Linked DNA regions of Sus scrofa: region 2 is linked to region 1. A link is a contact called in public Hi-C data. All regions are on one chromosome and are shown on one strand. The core of a region is the stretch at or near the end of the contact, and the rest is flanking DNA. Distances in the headings are between cores, read along the strand shown. Region 1 overlaps PROX2 (prospero homeobox protein 2). Region 2 overlaps NEK9 (serine/threonine-protein kinase Nek9).

Region 1 (2,746 bases), core at 91-2,590:
TGACACTCAATTTCATTTTCTTTCCTGGTTTTTCAGTCCTGAGAAAATGATCTTATATTATGCAAAATACAAATACCTAATAGAGTTTGTGTAAAAACATCAACGGATTTTTGAAATCTCTCCTTCGTTTTGAATGCATGCCTTATCAAGCTATGTTTGATCTGCTTAACAGAGCAAAGGCTCAAAACTATAAAGAGCTAGAATCAAAGGTTATGAACATTTACCCTTTGCTGTACACCAGGAACTAACACAACATTGTCGATCAGTTATTCTCCAATTAAAAAAAAAGATTATAAACATTTAGAATATGTAAAACTTCATCCAGGAAACTGGTTACTGGAATTTCAAGAAATCGTGTAAGGATTTTAAAAAGAAATATTTTCTAAATTCACATGTAAAATTATGTTTTGAACGCTTTAAATTATTTTTTCTGAGGATTCTACATTTCATCATTGCAAACAAAGACAGGTGTTTTTTTTTTTTTTTTAATCTGTCTTGGGTGCAGAACTTTATTAAAGGGTGCTGTGCTACCTCTGCCGCGTGTGGTCCTTCTCGATGGAAAGGAAATAGTTCAAGTATGCCTTATACATCCTGGAGATAATTTTGACCTCTTCACTGTATGCATCCAATTTGGAGCTGTGTAGAGTAAATGCAACCGTGTTTGAAATAAAGGGGCTGAATGACCCTTTGACTGCATGGAATGCCAATTAACTGCCTGCTTTTAATTGATAACTGGACATTCACTCCTCTATCATAAACCACGGTCCAGGCCGTACTATCCATCGAAGAAAGATTAGACAATTACGCAGTGTTTGACGAGACACTGAACACGTCTGTTTGGGAGAAAAGAGTGCCCACATACACCTTGATGGAAAGAACAACCAGACCTTTGGCAATATCATGACTGCCAAAAGAGCACCACAACCAGCTCAGCTTACACTCCGAATGTGTTCCCATCACACTTGTAAGAAAGAGAAAAATATAATAAAATAGAATTCTGTTGTTGGCAGAGCGTATATATTTATACATTCTTCTGTGTTTAGCTCAGTGGTTAGAGAACACTTCCTGGAAAGACCTTAGTACACAAATGTTTTCAATTTGAGCTTGTACATTTCATCTAATTGATCTCTGGGACAAGGTTCGCTGCCCTGGAGGTGGCTTGGCTCAGTGTTTAAAACACACACTAATGAATTTCAGGTTTGGGACAGAAAATAGCTGCTCCATTTGGACAATCATGTGAACTTGGAATTGTTTCACATGCATGTCTTAAATAACTATGTAATGTCACTCTGGACGGCGGGTTCCTCTCCTGTCTCCAAACACAGATAACTGATTGCCCTTGCTCAGGATACTCAGTGCTTGCTTACTTTTAAGACTCAGCCTTGGCAGAGCCCTTCATTTCTGTAAAGGGAACATTGTGGGAGAAAATAGGGCAAAGATCATCTGAGTGCAAGTGAATGTGCTGAGGACACTTAATAACTTTAAAACAACCTGAGAAGATTGGTTTGGGCTGAGTATGTTTGTTTTGTTTTTCCTCTTAGCTGTTTGGAATAAGAGAACATTCAAAAGAAAGTCGTCTTTCCTGCCTTTTCATTTGATACATCCAGCAGTAATTTAGGGATTTCACTTCACCTGATCCAGCTGATCTGAAAAGTCAAGGAAGTGGGGTAGTTGAACATGGACATTTGTTGTTTGTAGACGCGAAAGGAGAAAGCTGATGAAGTCAGAAACACTCCTTAATCAGAACACGGAGCTTGAGCTCTCTGTGATGCCCACTCGGGCCTGAGCGCCTTTGGCAGCACTTTCCAAGACTTGATTCTGACTAGTTGGAAGCTAGATGTCGTTACTCAGCTTTGCAGATGTCTGGCTTATGTGCTCAGAGCACGTCGCAATTTGTGTTGGGCCAGTAGCGAAAAAATGTTGATCTCACGCATTCCTTTATCTCTGAAAGACTGACCCCGGGCTGTAATGGCCTTATGGAGCAGAGAATTTCTGTTTCTGTGTATGAGGCTGTATTTGTCCTAAGTACACTGTTCTCCGTCTGTGAGGCTGTGCACAGGCTGTGCAAAGCCTCCCGTCTGGGTTTCAGTCTCCTCCTCCCTTGTTTAAGCGGGGTGGGCCAAGTGAGCCCCTAAGGCCCTTTCTAGCTGCCATGGTCTGAAGCTCAGTTTCCTCCGCACATAGGAGGTTGGGGCATTAATTGCATCAGTCAACTGGAGACCATCTGGGTTATCCAGCTGATAAACTCTTCCAGGAGGCAAATGAATGTGCAGCAACACTCAGTCCTGCAGAAAGTTTGTGTTGGCTTCGCTGGAATGGCCAGTGGACACCTGGGTGATGGAGCACTCCTGAGTGCTAGGAGGGGTTGTCAGGAGACAGTGCAGCATCAGTGCTGATTGCCAGTCGGGGATGGCGGCCTGTGTGAGAGCATGGGCGGCTGCACGAGGTGGTCCGTGCACAGCCTGGCATCCAAAAAATCGTGGGCTTCTCCACACTCCTGACTGCCCCTGCCAACCCGAATGCCCTCGCCTCCCAGCCTTTGGCAGCTTGTCTCACAATTCTAAAACTTCTGTATGGTTATTTTTAAAATGAAGATAATTCCTACTTTTCAGGGTAAAAAGCTTAAAGGTAATGTATTTGAGTACCTTGCAAATAAATGGAGTTTAATGACTAGATAGCTAAAAACAGCAATGTGTGAAAACCCCAAATAAGATAACCTTATCTGAAAGCAGAAGGGGGAACAAAT
Region 2 (2,746 bases), core at 165-2,664, 230 kb after region 1:
TAGCAATACGGATGGAACTAGAGACTCTCATACTGAGTGAAGTAAGTCAGAAAGAGAAAGACAAATATCATATGATATCACTTATATCTGGAATCTAATATATGGCACAAATGAACCTTTCCACAGAAAAGAAAATCAGGGACTTGGAGAATAGACTTGTGGTTGCCAAGGGAGAGGGGGAGGGAGTGGGATGGACTGGGAGTCTGGGGTTAATAGATGCAAACTATTGCATTTGGAGTGGATTAGCAATGAGATCCTGCTGTGTAGCACTGGGAAATATGTCTAGTCACTGATGATGGAGCACGATGATATGAGAAAATAGAATGTGTACATGCATGTGTAACTGGGACACCATGCTGTACGGCAGAAAAAAAAAATTGTATTGGGGAATTAACATCAAAAAAAAAAAAAAGGAGTTCCCGTCATGGCGCAGTGGTTAACGAATCCGACTAGGAACCATGAGGTTGTGGGTTCGGTCCTTGCCCTTGCTCAGTGGGTTGAGGAGCCGGCGTTGCTGTGAGCTGTGGTGTAGGTCGCAGACATGGCTTGGATCCTGCGTTGCTGTGGCTCTGGCGTAGGCTGACAGCTACAGCTCCGATTAGACCCCTAGCCTGGGAACCTCCATATGCCTCGAGAGCGGCCCAAGAAATGGCAAAAAAAAAAAAAAAAACAAAAACAACAACAACAAAAAAAGAAGTATATAGATCTATTGAGAAAACATTACCTCTTTGAGGCCCTCTTAGGAAGTGCTGCTGAACTTATGCACTACATTTAATTCTCAATGACATCCTGATTCTGTCTTTCTAGGTGACATTTCCATTTATCTAGCCTGAACTAACCAGTCTGTTTCCTAAAACCACTTGTTTTGGGACAAAAAGGGAAGGTTACTGTGCCACTCTGAAGGCTGGTTCACTTAAATACAGTAACAGATCATTTATCTGACACCATCCCTGGACCTCTCCCATTCTTGTATATAATATGCACAGACCAAAAGAAAACTACTTGCCAGAGCAGGAGCAATAACAAAAAAAAACCCAAATGAGTCAAAAGGAGATGAAATGTGATTCGGTGTTTACCAGTTACAAAGAAAGAAGTGGATACAAAAATAAAGAAAAAAGTCTAGAAGGTGATACAGGAAGAGAGAAAAAAAAGGAAAGAGAAGAAAAGGGGGAAGGGAGTGAAGGCTAGCAGCAAAGAAGGTGATACAGGAAGAGGAAAAAAAAAAAAAAGGAAGCAGAAGAAAGGGGGAAGGGAGTGAAGGCTAGCAGTAAAGAAGTAACAGAAGTAGGAAGATGCTGAGAAGAAATAGCTCGAGAGAGAGAAGAAAATTCCATTGGACCAATATAGAAAACCAAGACACCTGGTGTATGCCCTCAAGCTTAGCAGCCCCTAAGGACGTCACTGCAGTGCAACTGACTCCAACAAAGCGGCCAGATTAAACTATGTTGTTCCCAGCCACCCGGCCAACATTTATTGGAACCAACATGGTGCTAGGCAAGAGGTGTGTGTGTGTGTGTGTGTGTGTGTGTGTGTGTGCACGTGTATTTAATAATTCTTAAAACACTGCACCAAAAAAGTTAAAGAAAAAAAAGTAGGAACTTAGAGTACTAACTTGCCATTATCTAGAAATCTGTCCTTTTTACAACTGTCATGTTGGACACATGAAAAGTTAATGAAACTCCATATGCTCCATAAAAACTGGCCACCGATTTAACACAAATAAAAAAGTAAACATACAGGGAATCCCTGGTGGTACAACAGGTTAAGGATCAGGCATTGGCACTGCTGCAGTGCAAGTTTGATGCCTGGCCTAGAAACTTCCGCACGCTGAGAGCTCCGTCAAAAAGAAAAAAAAAAAGTAAACATATGATCCAACTATACAAATAACCAGTCCACCTCTTTCACAACCAAAAGTTAAAGCATAACCATCTGTCCAGAAATTTTGAAATAATGTGCACAGACTCACCATCAGTGGCAGCAATGGTAAACTCATCACCGCAGGAGACCCTGATCACTTGCTTCCCACCCAGGGGTCCCCCCAACAGGTTGATTCCTAGACGCTTCTTATAATTCCCAACGCCCAGCTGTCCACACTTGTTGCAGCCAAAGGTCAGCAGCCGGCCTCGCTCTGAGACAGAAGCAAAAATAATCAGGTACAAACAGGTCATGAAACAGAGGGAAAATGCAGCCAATGCAGAGCCTCACAGACTAGCTTCTGGTTGTTAAAGAGTATATAACTAGAAAGCTAGCCACACAATCCTGGGCCTAGGACAGCTAGGGTATGGAGAACTATGACCATTTAGATTGAGGAAGAGATTCGATGTTAGATATTCTATTTTAAATGTGGAAAATGAGTATTATGTAACTTAGAAAACTTACAGATGGTGCTGATTAGAGATAGTAGTCGTCAGGAATTATAGTTGTGGTGTTCTCATTAAGGGATGTTTGATTATGCATTTATAATGATTACCAACAAAACATTTACTTGAATGCCCAGTCTGTTAATGAGATAATACTGGATGAAAGAGGGAAATCAGGAGAATACACATGTAGTTAAGAAGAGCTACTACTTGATAGAATAAAAGAGCCTGAAATACTAAGACCTGCATACACAGTTTAAATCAACTCACCATCAATAGCAGCAGTGTGAGTCTTGCCTGGGGCAACTGTACGGATCTTATAAAAGGACAACTGTTTAGCCAAGGTAAAGGAGGTTGTGTAGGGAACTTCATGGTATGCCTGGAAT

Evidence for each region. A called contact is a pair of places that touch in the nucleus more often than the background predicts.
Region 2: a Hi-C map of liver shows a contact between it and region 1, with 10 times the contacts expected there. The contact joins two enhancer-like sites. A contact is called at or near these places in 12 of 47 Hi-C or Micro-C datasets (alveolar macrophages, embryonic fibroblasts, heart right ventricle and 7 more) and 1 of 2 datasets of contacts at active chromatin or transcription factors (alveolar macrophages).

What each region holds. Positions count from the first base shown.
Region 1 is chr7:98,062,436-98,065,181 of Sscrofa11.1, forward strand. PROX2 (prospero homeobox protein 2) reads right to left here. Exons shown (of 3, transcript XM_013989170.2): 3 at 1-2,746. Among named protein-coding and RNA genes, the nearest start is that of PROX2, 11 kb to the right of the region's middle. Within about 2 kb of position 1,341, at least 15 of the 83 cell types and tissues checked have an H3K27ac peak or open chromatin away from gene starts, as enhancers often do. A contact at or near this core is called in liver, where this site is marked.
Region 2 is chr7:98,292,812-98,295,557 of Sscrofa11.1, forward strand. NEK9 (serine/threonine-protein kinase Nek9) reads right to left here. Exons shown (of 22, transcript XM_003356752.4): 15 at 2,631-2,739; 16 at 1,967-2,128. Among named protein-coding and RNA genes, the nearest start is that of NEK9, 28 kb to the right of the region's middle. Within about 2 kb of position 1,415, at least 5 of the 83 cell types and tissues checked have an H3K27ac peak or open chromatin away from gene starts, as enhancers often do. A contact at or near this core is called in liver, where this site is marked.